Regions from separate parts of the Mus musculus genome. Here all the other regions are linked to region 3. A link is a contact called in public ChIA-PET, HiChIP or PLAC-seq and promoter capture Hi-C data. All regions are on one chromosome and are shown on one strand. The core of a region is the stretch at or near the end of the contact, and the rest is flanking DNA. Distances in the headings are between cores, read along the strand shown. Region 1 holds the start of Rrp1 (ribosomal RNA processing 1 homolog (S. cerevisiae)). Region 2 holds the start of Trappc10 (trafficking protein particle complex 10). Region 3 holds the start of Itgb2 (integrin beta 2). Region 4 holds the start of Lss (lanosterol synthase). Region 5 has its middle 11 kb from the start of Gm47922. Region 6 holds the start of Pwp2 (PWP2 periodic tryptophan protein homolog (yeast)).

The links. ChIA-PET counts read pairs in DNA pulled down with a chosen protein or histone mark. HiChIP or PLAC-seq counts read pairs in DNA pulled down with a chosen protein or histone mark. Capture Hi-C pulls out chosen DNA fragments and counts their contacts.
Region 1: a contact with region 3 is called in an RNA polymerase II ChIA-PET map of memory CD8 T cells, with 22 read pairs. The contact joins the promoter of Rrp1 here to the promoter of Itgb2 in region 3. A contact is called at or near these places in 1 of 39 promoter capture datasets (pre-B cells), 1 of 484 Hi-C or Micro-C datasets (CD4 T cells), 4 of 115 datasets of contacts at active chromatin or transcription factors (bone marrow-derived dendritic cells, bone marrow-derived macrophages, memory CD8 T cells and 1 more) and 1 of 9 other capture datasets (adipose tissue).
Region 2: a contact with region 3 is called in an RNA polymerase II ChIA-PET map of memory CD8 T cells, with 9 read pairs. The contact joins the promoter of Trappc10 here to the promoter of Itgb2 in region 3. A contact is called at or near these places in 4 of 115 datasets of contacts at active chromatin or transcription factors (bone marrow-derived dendritic cells, memory CD8 T cells, microglia and 1 more).
Region 4: a contact with region 3 is called in an H3K27ac HiChIP or PLAC-seq map of bone marrow-derived dendritic cells, with 2.8 times the contacts expected there. The contact joins the promoter of Lss here to the promoter of Itgb2 in region 3. A contact is called at or near these places in 1 of 484 Hi-C or Micro-C datasets (CD8 T cells) and 1 of 115 datasets of contacts at active chromatin or transcription factors (bone marrow-derived dendritic cells).
Region 5: an H3K27ac HiChIP or PLAC-seq map of bone marrow-derived dendritic cells shows a contact between it and region 3, with 4 times the contacts expected there. The contact joins the enhancer-like site here to the promoter of Itgb2 in region 3. A contact is called at or near these places in 1 of 484 Hi-C or Micro-C datasets (embryonic stem cells) and 4 of 115 datasets of contacts at active chromatin or transcription factors (bone marrow-derived dendritic cells, bone marrow-derived macrophages, memory CD8 T cells and 1 more).
Region 6: a promoter capture Hi-C map of adipose tissue shows a contact between it and region 3. The contact joins the promoter of Pwp2 here to the promoter of Itgb2 in region 3. A contact is called at or near these places in 2 of 39 promoter capture datasets (hippocampal neurons and pre-B cells), 1 of 484 Hi-C or Micro-C datasets (pre-pro-B cells), 3 of 115 datasets of contacts at active chromatin or transcription factors (acute myeloid leukemia, bone marrow-derived dendritic cells and pancreatic cancer cells) and 1 of 9 other capture datasets (adipose tissue).

Annotation. Positions count from the first base shown.
Region 1 is chr10:78,411,546-78,414,739 of GRCm38.p6, forward strand. Rrp1 (ribosomal RNA processing 1 homolog (S. cerevisiae)) reads right to left here and starts at 1,498. Exons shown (of 13, transcript NM_010925.2): 1 at 1,275-1,498. The coding sequence starts at 1,407.
Region 2 is chr10:78,242,861-78,246,047 of GRCm38.p6, forward strand. It overlaps Trappc10 (trafficking protein particle complex 10), which reads right to left and starts at 1,785. Exons shown (of 23, transcript NM_001081055.2): 1 at 1,576-1,785. The coding sequence starts at 1,642.
Region 3 is chr10:77,528,409-77,531,634 of GRCm38.p6, forward strand. It overlaps Itgb2 (integrin beta 2), which reads left to right and starts at 1,962. Exons shown (of 16, transcript NM_008404.5): 1 at 1,962-2,051.
Region 4 is chr10:76,530,067-76,532,951 of GRCm38.p6, forward strand. Lss (lanosterol synthase) reads left to right here and starts at 1,539. Exons shown (of 22, transcript NM_146006.2): 1 at 1,539-1,608; 2 at 1,784-1,952. The coding sequence starts at 1,595.
Region 5 is chr10:78,147,763-78,150,839 of GRCm38.p6, forward strand. No RefSeq gene overlaps it. Among named protein-coding and RNA genes, the nearest start is that of Gm47922, 11 kb to the left of the region's middle. Within about 2 kb of position 1,794, at least 95 of the 459 cell types and tissues checked have an H3K27ac peak or open chromatin away from gene starts, as enhancers often do. A contact at or near this core is called in bone marrow-derived dendritic cells and bone marrow-derived macrophages, where this site is marked.
Region 6 is chr10:78,183,657-78,186,798 of GRCm38.p6, forward strand. Pwp2 (PWP2 periodic tryptophan protein homolog (yeast)) reads right to left here and starts at 1,493. Exons shown (of 21, transcript NM_029546.2): 1 at 1,415-1,493; 2 at 402-514. The coding sequence starts at 1,432. Trappc10 (trafficking protein particle complex 10) reads right to left here. Exons shown (of 23, transcript NM_001081055.2): 23 at 1,766-3,142.

The DNA of each region.
Region 1 (3,194 bases), core at 248-2,747, 880 kb after region 3:
GGAAGGAAACATGACTGCCTGAACTACTCTTAACAATAATACGACTGGGGGCTGGCGAGATGGCTCAGCGGGTAAGAGCACTGACTGCTCTTCCAAAGGTCCTGAGTTCAAATCCCAGCAACCACACGGTAGGTTACAACCATCCTAATGAGATCTGATGCCCTCTTCTAGGGTGTCTGAAAACAGCTACAGTGTACTTATTTATAATAATAAATAAATCTTTGGGCCAGACGGAACAGGGACTGAGCGAGCTGGGCTGACCTCAGTGAGTGGGGCCAACTGGAACGAGCAGAGGTCCTAAATTCAATTCCCAACAACCACATGAAGGCTCACAACCATCTGTACAGCTAGCTACAGTGTACTCATATACATTAAATAAATAAATAAACCTTAAAAAAATATGATTGGGCAGCCAGCCCCGCCCTCAAAACATTCTCCAACAGAACTGCCATAACGGTGCCTGGAGGAGCCCCTCCCCCCAACCCTCCAGTAACTCCATGCACCAGCAAGCAGGTATCAGTCCCATAGAGTTAAAGAAACCCAACACTTTCGGGACCGGGAGATGGCCCATTGTTAATGCAGTGATTAATTAAGCCAGTGTCAGACCAAGGAACTGTAGCTATACTATGACATTTCGGAGATTAAATGGTGAAAGTTATTCATTCCGGCTAGCAAAGGACATCACCACCATTTAGCGAGGCGCATCCCCCAAGTTGGGGTGCTCTGACTAGAGCGTGAAAAACTGCGCTGAGACACTTCCCAAAGCATACAGCCATGACCTCGGCCAAACCACCGCTCAGGGAATCTATAATTTGCATCCGCGGAGGGATATCCAAAAGCAAAGGACATCGCCACCATTTGGCGAAGCGCATTCCCCAAGCTGGGGTTCTCTGACTAGAGCGTGGAAAACTGCCTTGAGACACTTCCCAAAGCATACAGCCGTGACCTCGGCCAAACCACTGCTCAGGGAATCTATAATTTGCATCTGCGGAGGGATATCCAAGAGACGCGGAGGCTGCTGAAAGGGGTCGCTCACTGAGGACCAGAAGCACAGAAACCGCTCTGCAAAAGGACATCCTGGGAACGGGGTGTCGAGAACACACCTTTAAGAACACGGGACACCAGTAAAGGCCGGCGGAAGAGCACCAGCAAGCTACAGAAGGAAGAAAAGCGGGCAGACCGATCGGGTCAGCCTAAGCCAGTAGAACAGCAGACGAAGGCCGGATCCTGCGGGGCCCACGCAGCGGAGCTCGCCTGCCCTCCCGCCCGCGTACCTGTCGCCCGCTGCGACCTGGCCTCGATGTACTTCCGCAGCTTCCGCAACGCGCGGTCCCGCGTCACCTGTTCATTGCCCGCCAGGCGCTGCGCCAGCTGGATCTCCGGCGGGAGCGGCACTCCGGGAACCATGGTGAGGAGAACCCTGAGACCACGCACTCGACGCTTCCGCTGGGGCGCTCGAGTGACGACACGCGCTCGTCACCACTGAACGTCACACTGAGGCGACACAACCCAGCTAGACGTCAAACGTCCTGGACGATGCTGGCGTACGCTACCGCCTCTCAGTGGCCGAGAGGCGCAACTGCACCCTGCAGGGAGGAGGATGGTCTGGTGTAAGCCTAGGGCATCTCTGATTCTTGAAAAGGTTAAAGCATTGTCTTGGGTTCGCCCTCCTCTTTACTGCAGCAGGAGTGGCTGTATTACAAGAAGATCGTGATGTGGCCCAGCTTGTCCTCAACTGTAACACTTAGCAGGACTGCGTGGAGCTGCCCTTGGCTCAGCATCCTGAGCCATGTTGGGGTGTGGGGTGTGGGTGGGGGGAGGTTGGGTGTGTGCATGAACCCTGCAACGCCGAGAACTACGAGCTTTACCCGAAACACTTTACCTGATCCCTAACACCTTAGTCCTCAGGGAAATCCACCCCACCAAGCCTCTTGTAGAGCATCCACTTTCCTGGAAAGAGAAAAGCAAGAAGGCTGTCAGGATCCAGATTATGGGACAGGGTGCAGGTACCTATCATGAAGGTAGGCAGGCAAATACACTATAGAAAGCACAGTGAGTGTGCAAAACTTGAGTGTGCCCTGGTTCATGAAATGTGTGGTGACAATCGTTTGGGACACTATTGGGAAAATTTTTCCATATAGCCCAAGAGCTGAAATGTCAAATTAGAATACAAAACAATTACAGGTTTCATTGGTGTGCCCAAGACCACCAGAAGTCTGATGACTTGCTGGGGGAAATTTCCAAGACCAGTGGACGTTTGGACTTAGTGGTACCATAACATTGCCAGTTCGTTGCTACACCATAGGCCAGCTAAGCCCAGGATTAAAGTGTCAGGCAAGGAAGGTGGCTGTATTTGAAAAGCTAGATGCTGGAAAAAATGGGAGGGATGGTTGTTGAAAGTCTGACTGAAGAGGAATAAGCAACTGGGGTGGGAGAGGGCATGTCTAAGCACTATTACAGGAACATAGACAATTCTGTATTTTCTATAACATCAGAATTTACTGAATAACAAAAAATTTGATAGACTACATCAATGTTATGGCCACGCTTTTTAAAGTCAACCCAGTTTCTTTGACTTAGGCAAGCTATCTCTTGTTGCTGTTGTTTTATTTATATGAGTACGCAGTTACTGTCTTCGGACACACCAGAAGAGGGCATTAGATCCCATTACAGATGGTTGTGAGCCACTGTGTGGTTGCTGGGAATTGAACTCAGGACCTCTGAAAGACCAATCGGTGCTCTTAACCGCTGAGCCATCTCTCCAGCCCTAGGCAAGCTATCTTAAACTACTAATATTAATGGTCAGACTCTACTTACACATCACACAGTAAATATATCCACCTATACATATGTGTATATGCCAAGTCCTGCTAGGCTTGAGTACTGAAACCCCAACTGGGAGAAGTAAAGAAATACAGGACAGACACACAGACAGAAAAGGTGGGCTCAGCTTAGGTGTGAGCACTCTGATTGGGACACTCACTACCATTGCAACTTGGAACCTCAGGTTGTTTATTATGTACCAACTAGGAGGAGGAGGATCTGGTCCTAAACATCCAGTCATGGATGCTTTTTAAGTCTACAAGTCTCAAGCACAAAGATGGTAATTAGTGCCTTAGTTAGGGTTTCCATTGCTGTGAAGAGACACCATGACCAAAGGCAACTCTTATAAGGACAACACTTAATTGGGGCTG
Region 2 (3,187 bases), core at 535-3,034, 710 kb after region 3:
TTTCTCTAAAACGACTTTGTTTTCTGAAATTCCAGTGAAGAGCTGTGCCCTCCAACTTGGGGACACCATCAGCACACTTTCTTATGATGCTACCCCAAAGCCATGGGAATCCCCCACCAACACCCAAACTCCAACAGGCCTACAGGAAGGCACCCTGCAGCTGTCCTGCACACAGGAAGGTAAGACATTAAATAGCACACATTTCCAAGTACTAGCTACCAGAGTAATTAACCCTTTCTCCTTAGCCACAGCCGATGCCGCTGAGCTTGCAACTTTACCTTCAGCAGGATGCTGATAAAATGTCTATGGCAATGAAGATGCCAATGTTCAAAGCTAAGGGTCGGGAGATGCAGTCAAGTAAGTGGGTGTCCCTGTGGGTTCTAAGTACTCATCCAGAATTCCTACTGTGCACAGTACTGGGGGAAAGTTCTCAGGACCTGGAACACATTGAATCCAACCATGAACAGGGTGCAACTTCCCTGAGGGGATCAAGGAGCACCCGGGCAGGGCGGGGCAGCCTCCAGACCAGCTCTGCCACATCGGTCCACCTGCCTGCAGGTGAGGTTTGGCAAGCCTCTCAGTTGCCAAGCATTCTGGGAAGAAAAAAAAAAAAAAACAAAACACACACAACTAACTGCTGAACTATGCAAGTCTCCCAACTTTATGGGAGACACATCCATATCCCTGAGAAAGTTAATCTAGCAATAAAGAGATGTAAGTCTTTAAATATGAAATGTCTATGCGGTTACAGGAAGGAACTGGGAGGAGCCCATGTATCCAAGGGCCCAAAGGAGAAAACAGAGCAGGGTGTGCTGGAGACCTTGGGAACCCTGGGGCCTAGCACCAGGTTTTGCAAATATGCTTCCTGTTTAGAAAAAAGTAAATTCATAAGGTCAAGCACATACTGAACTGCCAACAGCCACGTATCACACCTGTCCTTTGAGAGACAGCACCGCAAAGCTGTCAAAATGTTAACCAACCCGTCCACACTTCCCATGAGTCCATAGTTTGCAAAACTACTCCGTTCTGAAATTATGCTTTAAAATGAGGGTTTTCTTTTTCTGTAGCAGAGAAACCAATCTTTGTGTGTGAGTGTGTGTGTGTGTGTGTGTGTGTGTGTGTGTGCATTCAGTGGGAGAAGGAACAAGTGCGGAAGGGGATGTCCGAGCGGGAACTCGCTGGTGGAGCAGCTCTGGAAAGTGCCTATAAGCACAGGATGATTGGACCAGACAGAGCTGGGTTCCTTCCTAAGCCTGGCCGGCCACCTGCCACTCCGGCTTGACAGTCACTAGAGGAAGAGCACCTGCGCTCTGCGGAGAGCTGGGCCTGCCCACCGGACTGCGGTCAGCGCGCAGGAGAGCCGACCCACGGGGAAGGCCGGCCCGATCCCTAGCAGCACTGACAGTACAGAACGAGCTGCTCCGGAGACCGCCCAGGTCAGGACCCAAAGCTTGGCGTCGGCTGCACAGCGGGTCGGAGGTCACCCGCGGAAAGGTCGGAGGTCGGCTGTGTCCGCGTAGATGGGAGCTGCCAAGCCCGGCCGCGCCCCCCGCCCGCCCGCCCCGCCGCACTTACAGGTGACGATGGGCTTGTTCTCCATGGTGTAGACCACCGGTGGCTGTGGCTCCTCAGGGGCGTCCATGGGCGTCCGGCGTCACCGGCCCGGCCCCCCGCCCGCCATGGGCACCCGAGGCAGCGCGGGGCCCGCTGAGCCCGCGCCTCCTCGCCGCCGGCCCCCGGCAGCTCCTAGCCGGCCGCCCGCCGCCGCCGGCCGCGTCCACTTCCGGCCCCGGCGCCGCCGCGTGACCACTTCCGGGGCGCGCGACTTAAAGGGGCGGGCCTCGCCGCCGAATGCCCTCCTACGAAAAAGGCCGCGTGCCGGGCCGCCCGGCGGTGCAGGGCGGGGCCGCTGTAGCTGTCAATAGCGGGAGCCGCCTCTGCCTCGGTTCTCAGGCAGCTGCAGAGGACAGAGGGCGGCGCACGTGCCTGAGCTCCTTGACCCCACCTTCTCAATGCCCAAGCTTGGTGACCCTTGCTTGGTCTCATCAGACCTGTCTAAACTGGATTCTCCTCGGCTTCGCACCTGCAGATGCTCCCTTACCCTCATCCTCGCTTCTACCCTGTGTGCCCCCACGTCACGTCTGGCGGAATTCCCGTTATCTCCGAGGGAGCTTCCTCCTTTCCGGCTTCTGCAGGATGCCTTGGGTCGGTTTTTACATCTGGGCGAGCTCAACTGTGCAGTGCCAAGCTGAGTCTCTGCTTGCCTGTTAACACGGACTTGCCAAGTGTGCTGACTCAAAGCGAGGCAAGATCGAAAGTGTTCCACCCACCCCGTACAACTCCATGTGCACCCGCTGGCACGCCAGCTTCCCACTGTCCTTTCTGGTTTTGTGAGGTTTTTGTTTGATTGGTTGATTAGGTGGTTTTACTCGTATGAACCACCACATAGGTCGTTTCCACCTGCGTCAGCCTTCAGCACTCTTTCCCTTGGCTCCCAGAATGCTCCCTATGTCCCACCTTCATCAGTACTGGTCACCTATAGCTGGTACTGCTTTGAAGCCGCTAGGTATTGTGAATGTCGCAAAATCAAATATTGCTTTGAACTGAACTCGGCGCAAGTAAAGCAGGTCTATGGGAGCTTTTGCAAATGGGATTCAGTGTGCAAATGGAATGTCTGAGCATGACTTGACTGTTGGGGAGCATGTTGGTTTGGGCTTTCAGGCAACTGATTAGGGCAGTTGAAGCAGGTGGAGACTGCCAGGCACAGGGGTTCTCAACCTGTGGGTCCCGAGCCTTTTGGCAAACCTCTAGCTCCAAAAAAAATATTTACATTATGACCCATAACAGTAGCAAAATTACAGTTTATGAAGTAGTAACAAACTATTTTTATTTATGTAATAATTTTATTTTTACTTCTTTAATATATTTATTTTGTTTATTTAATATTTTTCTCTAATATTTTTATTTTTATTTATTTAATTTTTAGTTTATTTATTTAATTTTTATTCATTATTTAATATTTTATTTTTATTTACTTAATATTTATTTTTTATTTAGGAGGGTCACAGCATTAGAAAGGTTCAGAACCACTGGCCTAGAGAGAGCACAGCAAAGCAAGAATAGGGGTCCAAAGCCTCCGTGGACGTGCCAAAGGTTTTTCACCCCATCCAGCTAAGCGTTTGTGAGA
Region 3 (3,226 bases), core at 712-3,211:
CTCCCTTAAAGTTCTTCTTGTCAGGTTTGGTTTCTGTGATAAGAACTCCCACTGATACCACACTACACGTGTTTGAAGGTCTGTGGCTCCATCGGTTTGCTCCAGTCTCAGTTTTCCTTTTGAGTGTATTGAAAAGTGATCAAGATTGTGGTGTCTTTGTGAGTGCTGTGGCGTATGCCCACGTTTGTCTGTTTGTGAGGGAGCTGGCTTGTGCATGCATGCTCTCGTGGAAGCCAGGGGTCTTCCTCAATTGCCCTCTGCCTCATTTTTTGAGACAGGATCTCTTTGCTGAGCTCAGAGCTTACCGATGAGCTAGACTGGCTGACCAGTGAGCATCAAAGATCCAAGAGGACAATAGTCCATATCTCCAGCTCTGGAGTACCAGGCACACACAGCCACACCCAGCTTTGCGCATGCCCAATGGGGTGCTGAGCTCACGTCATCAAGTTTGTGTTGCAAGCACTTTACCCTCTGAGCTATCTCCCTGGCCTCTGAACTATGCCTTTCTGATATTTGGTGGTGTTTGTTAGTATTTTCTACAAGTATGTGCAGGTCTTTCATTCTTGACTTTTGTCCCCCGTTCCCCGTCCTTTATGAGCTAGGATCTTACAGTTCTGCCTGGCTGGTCTTGAATTCACAGCGGTCCTCCTTTTTTTTTTTTTTTTTTAAAAAAAAGATGTATTTGTTTTTTTTATGTACATGAGTACACTGTAGCTATCTTCAGACACACCAGAAGAGGTCATCGGATCCAATTACAGATGGTTGTGAGCCACCATGTGGTTGCTGGGATTTGAACTCAGGATCTCTGGAAGAGCAGTCAGTGCTCTTAACCACTGAGCCAGTGGTCCTCCCGCATCAGCATCCTACATTCTGGTATTACAAGTGTGAACTGATACACCTGCTTTCCAACAATGTTCTTTCAACAGTTGGCATCTTTTGCACATTTTTTTTCAACTGTGAGAAGATATAGAAAATATGCATAAAGGTTCAGGGCTATTAACTTCTTGTAACCCTCTCAACCATTATCACCAGGATGTCCTGCATAGCTGATGTCCCCACTCCACAGCTTTATCTTCATGTAACTATGTCTTTAAAAATTCTACCAAGCATACTACACGAAGAAAGAGTAACACATGAACACCCAGGTCTTCAGCCAACACCCCCCCCCCCAACCCTCCGCTGTGGTCACCTCCTGGCCTCTGTCTTGTATCCACACCCACCTCCAACCCCCATCCTGATTACAAGGAAGAAAATCTGCCATGTTTTTCTACCATTTGCGAGCATTTCAGCATGTAACTCTAAAGATGCAGGTAGTGGGATGTAACCATGAAACATTGTTGCGGAAAGAATTAACTGTTTCTCAACAAGGCTGACATCTCAAATCTTATGCTAAAGGTTCCCAACTCCCTTTGGTGTCTCTCTTTCTGCCCTCTCTCCTCTTGCAACTAGTCAGGTGGGGTTTTGTTCACCACTAACTTTGTGATTGAGCTCCTACAGTGTTACTTAACACATCCCTCCATGCCCCACTCTGCCCCATTTCTCTGCCCAGGACCTTCCCCTGCCTCCTTCTTCCCATTCGCCTGCTTCCTCGAGTGGGCTACCACCTCAGCCCATCCACTTGTAGCTGGGTCCTTCTCCCAGACTGAGAACCCACACAATCAGCCTCTGCTTCCGCCTGCTGGTCCATGAATCCCTACCTCTTCTTGACATGTGAGAGAGCCCCTCGATGCTATCAATGGCTGCTGCTTCCAACAGTAGCCCCTCCACTCTTGCCGTAAAAGCTTGTCATCGCCTACAAGCCCCTCCCTCTCTCAGTGTCTCTTCTCTAACGTCCCACGTGTAAAGGGGCTGAGGTGATACCCACATGTGGGCCAATCAGCCAAATGTCACTCAACTTCCTCCTGGGCGCTGACTTAGAACAGGAAGTGTCAGGCGGGGGGGCCTCAGCGGCTGTGTTCTTTAGACACAACCACACAGCCAGCTGGCAAGAAGTAGGCAAAGACATCTCCAGTCAGATTCTCGGAGTGGAGGCTTCCTGGGACTGAGAGGGGGTGAGTGCAGGGCTCCTGTGTTCAGGTAGCTCTTATGGGAAACACCTCAGAAGTGGGCTCTTCCGGTGGAATTTCTCTTTATGACTCCAGCCCGACAGGCACTGGTGGCCTTTCCCCATCTCTCACCTTGCCTATCTGTCAAAAAAATGGTCTTGTACATGTGGCTTCTGGCTATTCAGACTCTCCTGACTGACGTCCAGGGATGGGAGGCCTGGTACCACAGCTGAGCAGAGTTTCAGGAGCGCTGGGAACATCTGTAACTGTGGGTCAGCAGGCAGCCGACTGTGTTGATTCTCTCTCTGTGATAGTCGTGGATGCCCGGGACTGAGGAAGGTCAGCTATGATAAGGGGTAGGGGTGGTGGTGGAGGTGGCTGGGACAGATTGTGGGAGGGAAGGGGTCACATACTGACACCCACCTACTATGAATGGAAGTAGATACTTATGGTCATGAAGGTGAGTGTCAGATTGGAGGTAATGAGCAAGAGAAGGAGCTGCTGAGATGTCCATTGTCCCCATCTGCTTTAAAATGGCGTGTGGGGAGTGTGTATGTGTGTGTGGGGGGGGGGGTGATTCTCAGTCTACCCTGCAAGTCTCTGGAACCTGGGCTCCAAAATGCCCAGCCCAGCTTACAGCATAGCAGATAATAAGGAAGTCCTCTACCCAAGAATCCCACCCACATACCATAGTGGCCAGGCCTGGGGCCAGCAACCACAGGGTCATATCCCAGATAGGGGGAAGGTGTCAGGTGACAGACACCCTTTCTACATCCACCAGTGAGTGAGCAGATGAGAGATTGTTGACTGCTGCCATAAGCAGGAGTAAAATGAGCAAGTCCTGAGGGTTAGTTAGGGCTGGAGAGGCCCAAGTTTCCTATCTCCTCCTTTCTCCAACATTTCTCTGTTGACATATGTGGACACAGTCTTGCCGCAGGCATGCATTAGGCTGGGGTGAATTGTGTTCACTGCGATTGTGGAGGAACCATGCAATCATCCTTTGCAGGAAGTGCTGCAGGGGGCCGGGGGCTATCTTTGATACACAGCTTGGGAGGAAGCCTTCTGCTCTCTATGGAGAAAGGGTGTGAACTGGGGAGGCCACTGAACTCTGGGGAAATGAGAGGGTGGGCTGACTGGCTCTGCAAACTCCAAATGTCTGCAGTCAATAATGACTCAAAATT
Region 4 (2,885 bases), core at 289-2,788, 1.0 Mb before region 3:
ATAGCCCTGGCTGTCCTGGAACTCACTTTTGTAGACCAGGCTGGCCTTGAACTCAGAAATCTGCCTGCCTCTGCCTCTGGAGTGCTGGGATTAAAGGCGTGTGCCACCACGCCCAGCTCAAACTGACTTTTCTATTGTGAATTTTAAAAACTTAATGTGTACGGGTGTTTTAACCAGCATGTATGTACTTACATCTCACACATGCCTGGTGACTGAGGAGGTCAGAAAATGGCATTAGATTCCTTAAAACTGAAGTTATAGATGGCTGTGAGTCACCATGTGGGTGCTATAAACCAATTCCAGGTCCTCTGAATGAGCAGCAAGTGCTCTTACGCACTGGACTTAAGTATTGGCCTCCAGTCCCCAAATCAATAGTCTGAGGCAAGGCTCAGTTAAAATGCCTTGTCTTATATCTTTACAAGTTTCTAAACTGGGCAAAGAAGAGGTTAGTGTTCTTGACTAGCCATCTAAAATTCCGATTTTCCATCTAGGGAAGGTGTGTGAGTGTTCTTTGCCTCTTACTTCTTCCTTCTCTGATTTGTGGTTCATGGCCCCTTCCTTGGCAGCGTTTTGAGGGCTAGGTGCAGGGAGGCTATCGGGTTTGGGTAGTTGTAAGTAAGTCGGCACTCTGTAGGACACACTGTACCGCTGGGAGTTCTTGGAATTATATTTTTCTGATCTCTGGTCGTCATTCCTGCATGCCAGCAATGCTTCTCAAATACTATCTGTTCAAATGTTCTTCATTGCACGTCTCTACTAGATTCTGCCGGCATACCACAGGCTTTCCTGCTTCCCTCTCTACTGTCAAACATAATCAAGGCTTTTCCCCCTTTAACTTGTAGGACTCCAAGCTCCAGGTATCCTGAGAGTAGTGCTGTGGCTAGGGAAGTGGAACTCTACCTGCTAATGGGAGTCAGGACACAGCCCTCTGCACACTCTGCAGCTGCTCCCTGTGAGGAGCCTGTGCCCGCTTTCTGAGAACACTACTCTGACCCTCTTCCCAACTACGTGTCATCATAGTTTCCTCCTCCCTTCACTCGGGTCAAGGCCCCTGCCCCATGATGGTCCATGTGGTGCCTCGGATCAACGCTAGTTTCACCTCAGGTCACTCATGCCTCTTCCGTACTTCTGAAGCACTCGTGGTTTCCGCGGCCTCTTTCCTGCATGTCGGAGGGGCCATTTTTCACCAACCCTGTAGGTATCCCGGCTCAGAACACCCAGACCAGAAGTCCAAGGCTGTCATCAATAAGGATCTAGAGGGGCCGGCCCCGCCCCCCATCCCGCCCCGCCCCTCCAACGGGCCTGCCCCTCCCACAGGCCGTCCTCGCCCACAGGCCGGCCTCTTTCATAGGCCCCGCCTCCAAAGCGCTTCCCGCCCCGCAGCCACGCCCCCTGGTGCCCTCGCGGCGTCGGGCGGCCCTGCGCCCAGCCACTGTGGTCGCGGTGCGTCTCTCGTGCCCACCTGGTGATGCTCTGATTGGCCGAGCTCGCATCGGCCCACCCAGTAGTTCCGGTCGGCCGAGGCTCGCGCCTGCGCAGTGCACTAGGCTGTCAGGTAAAGGGCTGGCAAGCGGTGGCAGAGAGTAGTGCTGTCATGACTGAGGGCACGTGAGTCGCGGACCCTGGGCTTCCCGCGGGTGTTGCGAGGGACGCGGCAGGGCGGTGGCAGGGAAGGTGTCTGGACAGCAGGGTGGCATGGCTGGTGGCTCTGCATGCCTGGATTGCAGGCATCCCACCTGGGCGGAGTCTAAGGAAGGCTGCTTCCTCTCGCTGGTCCCCTCAGGTGTCTGCGGCGTCGTGGGGGACCCTATAAAACTGAGCCCGCCACCGATCTCACCCGCTGGCGGCTCCAGAATGAGTTGGGTCGGCAGAGATGGACTTATTATCAAGCGGAGGACGACCCTGGTCGAGAGCAGACCGGGCTAGAGGCCCACTCTTTGGGACTGGACACAGTAAGTGATGTGATTCTGAAAGCACCATTCCATCCCAAGACTGGAAGCCATCACTGATCAGCCTACACCGTGCCTTCCTGAGCCAGAGCTCTGAAACAGTGGAGAGCCTTATTTAAAAAACAGGCAACCAGCCAGTAATATATGCATATGTGTAAACCAATGTATATGTGGGTATAGTGTGATATGAGGAAAAGCTGACTATAAGAGGATCAGGAAAGTTCACAAGTTATGTAAGAAGATGTAAAGCTAGTTGCTTTTCTAGTTCTAACTCTGTCATGGGCTTTGTGGTTTGGGCAATAGATTAATGCATAAAATATAGTGGGTACTGAAAGTGCATCATTTTATGGAAAGTTTCACAGTCTCCCTTTTCAAATGCCAAGGTCATTAAGTTGAGTAGACTTTGTGTTTGGTTAATTTTGGTGTGCGATGTTTTTATTAATTTGCAGGTTTCTTTTTATTTTAATAATAAGGCTTATAATTTTTTGTTTTTTAAAACAGATATGAACCTGGGCCCGGCAGGCATACCTGTAATCCTAGCCGCTGAGTAGGCTGTGACAAGGATAAAGTTTAAGATCTGCCTGGGCAGCTGAGTAGAGCTTGTCTCAGAAAATAAAGAGGCTGGGCATGGTAGTGCTGGTCTTTAATCCCGGCACCCAGGAGGCAGAGGCAGGCAGATCTTTGTGAGTTTGAGGCCAGCCTGGTCTACAGAGCAAGTTCTAGGCCAGCCAGGTCTACGTAGTGTGACCCTATCTCAAAAATGATAACAAATAAATAAAGAAGAGGGCTGCTGATGTGGGTCAGTGTTTGTGAGTGTTTGCCTCAATTCAATCTAAACAACAAAAAGTGTGGTACCTCCTTCCGGAGACAGGAGTAGAAGCAACCCTCGTTATTTAAGTCCCTCCACCTCAGAGACCTGTGGAAGAAGTTGCCCTA
Region 5 (3,077 bases), core at 544-3,043, 620 kb after region 3:
AATGTCCTAAAAATTCAATTCCCAACAACCACATGAAGGCTCACAGCCATTTGTACAGCTACAGTGTACTCATGTACATAAAATAAATAAATAAATCTTTGTTAAAAAAACAGGTTAACAGTCATGATCAGCATTGGAATGGATCTGTTTGCCATCCACCATTGAAAGCAACCAGGTCTACTTGGCAAACTGCAGCTAATAAAGCCAATTTGGTTTGCACAATTTTTTTTTTTTTTTTTTGACAAAGTCTGACATCGTGCAAAGACACTCATGTGTCTCTGGAATAGACATTCCTTCCTAATATGGAGATCTGGTCCATGTGCTCTGCTCACTCGCTGTTCTCTCTCTCTCTCTCTCTCTCTCTCTCTCTCTCTCTGGTGACTCATTTGATAAAGAACTAGTCTTTCACTCTTGTCCCCAATAAAAACAGCCTCTGGCTGGGAATCCCTTGAAAAGATCAACTTCCTCTCCAGATAGGGTGGTGACTGTGGCTGTCTCCCTGTCACCTGCTCTGTGGTCAGGTAGCACCTGTCCTGTTTTAGTCCTCCCTAGGAACTTCTTGATCAGGTGAGGGATCGGGAACAAGGGAAGGCTCCTGAAAGTACAGGGTTTGGCCCCGCACACCACTATCTAGTGCCCCAGCAAAGCTACATCTGCTGGCCTTCCCAAAGGTGTGCACCCTGCTACCCCAATGCAAAGGCTACTGGGAGAGCGACTTCCGGTCTCAGGAGCACTTTGTTTTCCTGTCCATGATCTATCACCAATGACCCTGTCACCAGCATCCAGCAGGCAACACTGAGGCCTCCAGGACTTCCTGTGGTAGGTCTCACTGTCTCCAGATCTGTGGGTGGGATGAAGATGGGGTGCCTGCTTCCCTTGCTAACTTGCCTCCCCTTCTAGCTTACCTCAGATCCCCTAAGGGATCAGTCCTGGACAATCTAACTCGCCCCCTCCTTTCTACTTCCTTGTGCATGGCCTATTTTTCCTTTGTAATCCTATCATGTGCACCAGGAACCCCTCACCTCTACTGACTTCTGAAGGGTCACCCTGCCTGGGACTGAGGCTCATATGAGAGAATCCCATGGCCACCTGGGAACGTGTCAGTGGTGGCTCAGGGCATGGTGTCCTTAGGAAGTACCAAGCTTTCCTGAATATACCCATATCTCTAGCTTCCTATTTGCCTCATGTGAATATCTCAGAAGAGCAAACCGGAGCAGGCAAGCCACACCCAATGTGTATAGAGCTGGGCAGGAGGCCTGGGCACCCTGCTTAGTAGGGGTGCAATAAATGCTATGGTCCCACTGTGTGCTCTTTTACTACAGTAGCACAGCAAATTAACTCAGAGCCTTAATGCAGACAAATCCAGTTTCTCATGTCATTTTCGGTTCAAACAGGTTCCATGGTATCTCCCAGGTACTGTCTGGAATCCTGGGGCACTCACAGAGGCCAGGACATAGACTTTCTGTGACAGACCTCTGGAACTTCCTGTTTGGGGCCATGTCAGAAACACCAAAAGATGCTTAATGTGAAATATTTTAGAACTTCTGCTATTCGGCTCAAACCAGGAAGTTCAGGGATGCATGACACAAGACAGAAAATTCTAAAAGAACTTTTTTTTTTTTTTTTTAAAGCACCAAAAAAGATGCCATGGTTTGAAGGCAACTCCACAAATTCCTTTCTTGGTCAGGGAAGTTAGCAGAGCCTGGAGCTCAGGGCACACATGAGTGCACAGGTCTTAAGGAAGCCGAGAGCAGAGTTTAAAATCGAGGGAGCCAATGACGTGCTGGGGGATGCTTTCCCTTCAGGAAATGCTGGCCCTGCCACAGAGCTAGGGCTTGGCCCGAGTCAGCTGTGGAGTGCTGTTATGCCATCTGGTGAATCTCAGCAATAGATCTATACAACCTAGGGGCTCCGGTGGCTCCTGAGAAACTAAAATTAAGAACACAACCCAGCACCAAGGGCGTTCTTAGCAGCACCTGTCCTGTGAAATATCCATTGTCCTGCCCACAGATGCCAGGAATAAAGGGTACCAGGCAGCAGAGGGGACCTAGCAGTTGGGACCCAGCAGATGGGACAATCCAGGTACTGGCCATAGATATAGATGGGGACCCTGCTGAGGTCTCTCCTGTGAACCATTATGTCTTTGATGTGCACCCCCCTCATGCCTCAGCTTACCCCCGTGAATGGGCTCATCTGTGCCCTCACAGAATTCCTGTTAGAGGCTTCATGTCAAACCCTGTGAATGGGACCTTCTCTAAATATGGCTAAAGTTATTTAGCCAGGCTCTGGTGGCACACGCCTTTCATCCCAGCACTCAGGAGGCAGAGGCAGATGGATCACGGAGTTGGAGGCCAGCCTGGTCTACAGAGCAAGTTTCAGGACAGCCAGGGCTGCACAGAGAAACCCCACCTTGAAGAAAACAAAATATAAAATGGTGGTGGTAGTGGTAATAAAATTAGATTATTAGGGTCTTCTAAGAGGGGAAATGTGGATATGGAGGAGGCCTAAGGAAGTGGAGGCCATGAGGAGAGAGAGATGGAGGAGGAGGAGCTGGGGGTGAGGTGGAGTTGGGGATGAGGAGGAGCTGGGGGTGAGGAGGAGCTGGGGTGAGGAGGAGCTGGGGGTGAGGAGGAGCTGGGGGTGAGGAGGAGCTGGGGATGAGGAGGAGCTGGGGTGAGGAGGAGCTGGGGGTGAGGAGGAGCTGGGGATGAGGAGGAGCTGGGGTGAGGAGGAGCTGGGGGTGAGGAGGAGCTGGGGGTGAGGAGGAGCTGGGGGTGAGGAGGAGCTGGGGGTGAGGAGGAGCTGGGGGTGAGGAGGAGCTGGGGGTGAGGAGGAGCTGGGGGTGAGGAGGAGCTGGGGATGAGGAGGAGCTGGGGGTGAGGAGGAGCTGGGGATGAGGAGGAGCTGGGGGTGAGGAGGAGCTGGAGAAGATGAAGGAACAGAGATATGGCAAGAGAGATGTCATGAAGCAGAGGTCCTAAGAAAATGGAGGCCACATGGAGATTTAGATCATCAGAGAAAGATTATGAGAAAGACCATGAGGAGACAGGCCATAAGATAGAGGCCCTGAGGGAGGT
Region 6 (3,142 bases), core at 243-2,742, 650 kb after region 3:
TGTTGGGACAAGCAAAGCTAAGCCTAATCTCAGCAGGGAAGGTGGGAACCATCAGGGCTGTTGAGCAAGGACCCAAGACAGCCTGAACTCTCCAAACCACCTGTCCTGGGGCCCTTAGAGCCGCCCCTCCCCCCACAGTAAGTGCTCACCTTTTGAGATAACCTTCCTATCTGCCACCACCCCTACTTGCTAGCCAACAGCCAAAAGGCACATGACTTTTCCTTTCCCTTTAAGAGTAATGCTGGTGTTCTAGATACTAGAATGAAAAACGAGGACCTCAGCAGGCAACTCTACCATGACCTGTGTCCTCCTAAATCCAGTAGTCCTGCAAGCCACAAAGAGGATGGCTAGCCTTCACACGGAGGATAACGTCCCTGCTAACATTGTCTCCCCATACTTACTTCTTAAGGTCAAACACAGTGACTCTATTTCCCACGGGGCTGATAACAGAATTTCCATCATGTGTGAAATTTAAGTTTCCACACCGATAAACCGTACCCAACAAATTCGAGAACTGCAAAGGAAATGAATCAGTTTTAACACAGAGAACACAGCGTCAGCTCTCTGAAATGGTGATGAGAGGCATCTGGGCATAGGTAGTAAAGTACCTGACCATAGGTGTGTCCTGCCCCTGGGCAGAGGAGGAACCCAACTTAATTCTCAGGAGCCCAGGGTTCCCTTGAATGGTACTATACTCCCAAGACAGGAAGCATTTGCCAGGCACAGAAGGGCACAGGATCTCCATTCTAAGAGAAGCTGCTTCAGTGAACAGGGCTGCAGGAGATGCTCACCACGCCCACCGTGCTAAGTATCAGTGCCCCGGTGTATCCATTCAGTTATCAAAGGCAAGCATCTCCATCCAGCAGACACAGCTGGGTGTAGAGACCCGAGCCTTGTGTTCTATGTCCACATAGAAACGGCACATAGGCAATTGGACAGATGTCCAAACACTGCAAAGCCCAGCAGAGCAGTAGGGTAGTTGCTTACTGGGATTGCCTGGGCTAACTAAGGCAGGAGTCGATCTGGGGTGTAGGTGGGCAGCTATGCAACGAGATAACACCAGGCAGAGCTAGGCTCCTAAGAGGTATGATCAGCAGAGGAGCGCTGTCGAGACTGCTCCAAGAACTGGCGGCCCTGTAGAGAGCTGGGTGTTGCTTGAAGTTTGTTGTTAAGAGCCTTTCAGCAGCTATTGCTGTGTTGTCTGGCAAGAGGAGTTTGGACAGGGCTGGGTACAGCCCGAGACCTGTTGGGTAGGAGCCCGGAGCTCCTGGTATAAACCAGGAGCAATAGATTGCGATGGGTCGACCCACTAGTGCTTCCCACAGGCAGCCGAGATGACAACGACCTCGGTCTCTCCCGCGTCCTCGGAACCTTCCATCGCCCTCCCGTTGCCCCTGCCCGGCCCGCCGCTCACCCGGTAAGCGAATTTCATCCTGGAACCACACGTGGGGTACCGTACTGCAACCACTTCCGGAATACAAACAATCTCCGGCGCTTAAAACGCGCACTTCCGGGGCGGAGCCGCAACCCTAGTGTCCTGGGAAGCCCCGCCCGTCCCTCCCTCACCCCCACTCCCGCCACCACCCTGCCTCTACGCAGGCGCTGCGTAGCGGTGAACTAGCTGAGACCGCTAGGACGGTGGAGAATGGAGCTAAGTTCTAGGTCTCCATGCAGAGCCCAGTCCGGAGCTGAGAAAGCGAGCAAATCGTCACACACTCGCCTGTAACCGTGCAAAACAAAAACAAAAACCCAAGTTCAAACGGAGTTTCTTCTTAAAACGTGTATTTTTAGAATTTTAATGCTTACACTTTAAACGATCTTAGTACAGCGGCCTTACTCTGACATTATGTTACAGAACACTGTGAAAATGGAACCAACGCCTGCAGTGTCAAGGTGCGGCCGTCACCTTTCCTAGACCCCATCCCAGAGAACAAGAGCTGCCAACTCTCTTACAGAGAAAGGTGTCTTCATGAGAAATAACAGAACTACCAACATTTTAGATCTCCCCTTTGTTTTATTCTTAATATATATAATTAGAAAACCGTAGAGAACTCAGAAATATGAAACTCAGGGGGTGGGCGGTGAACTCAAGAGCCAGACTCCACTCTAAAGGACTACACACGGATGCGGGAGGCTAGCAGTGCCGGGTGGAAGCTTTTCTGCCAGGATCAAGTCTCAAAGACCTCCCCACACATGGACTTGACATCTGCAGGCCAACTGTCAAAGGTTTACCGAAAACAGAGTTCAGAGGGCTGTAGACATTCAGTAAGTACCAAGTTCTAATTTGCATACCCAGCTCCCCAAGTTTATTAGTTTTAAACTGCACATAAAATAGGTTTTCAGAGGGTTTTAAATAAATGTTTGTTTTTTTTTTGTTTTTTTTTTTTTTAAGGTTTATGTGAGTACACTGCCACTGTCTTCAGACACACTAGAAGAGGGCATCAGATCCCATTACATATGGTTATGAGCCACCATGTGGTTGCTGGGATTTGAACTCAGGACCTCTGGTAGAGCAGCCAATGCTCTTAACCACTGAGCCATCTCTCCAGCCCCAGTGTTTATTTTCTTTAAGCATTCCTCCAATTCCTGCAAATGAAAACCACTTGGTGGTGGTGTGTTGTGGGCGTCGTACTATCCTTTATTTACTGGCTGAGTTAAAAGCAAATACCCTGGGGCTGGAGAGATGGCTTAGCAGTTAAGAGCACTGAGTACTCTTCTGAAGGTCCTGAGTTCAAATCCCAGCAACCACATGGTGGCTCACAACCATCCGTAATGGGATCTGATGCCCTCTTCTGGAGTGTCTGAAGACAGCGACAGTGTACTTACATATAATAAATAAACAAATCTTAAAAAAAAAAAAAAGCAAATACACTGAATACTGAAAGTGTTGGCTTGGTTCTCCTGGTTCTCTCTGTGCCCCTGACTCTGGGCCCAAACATGGTCCCCAGGGGGCAGCGACTCCTGAAGAGGGCTCCCTCCTCTCCCAGCTTTCTACCTCAGGTCCCACTCACAGACACCACGCCAATAAGCCCAGAGCACTCTATCTCCTATATACAAAAATACATCACTTTGGAGGACTGAGAACGTTTAATACATACAGCATCTATTTACAATCTATGACTTCCACACCAGTAAAAACAAA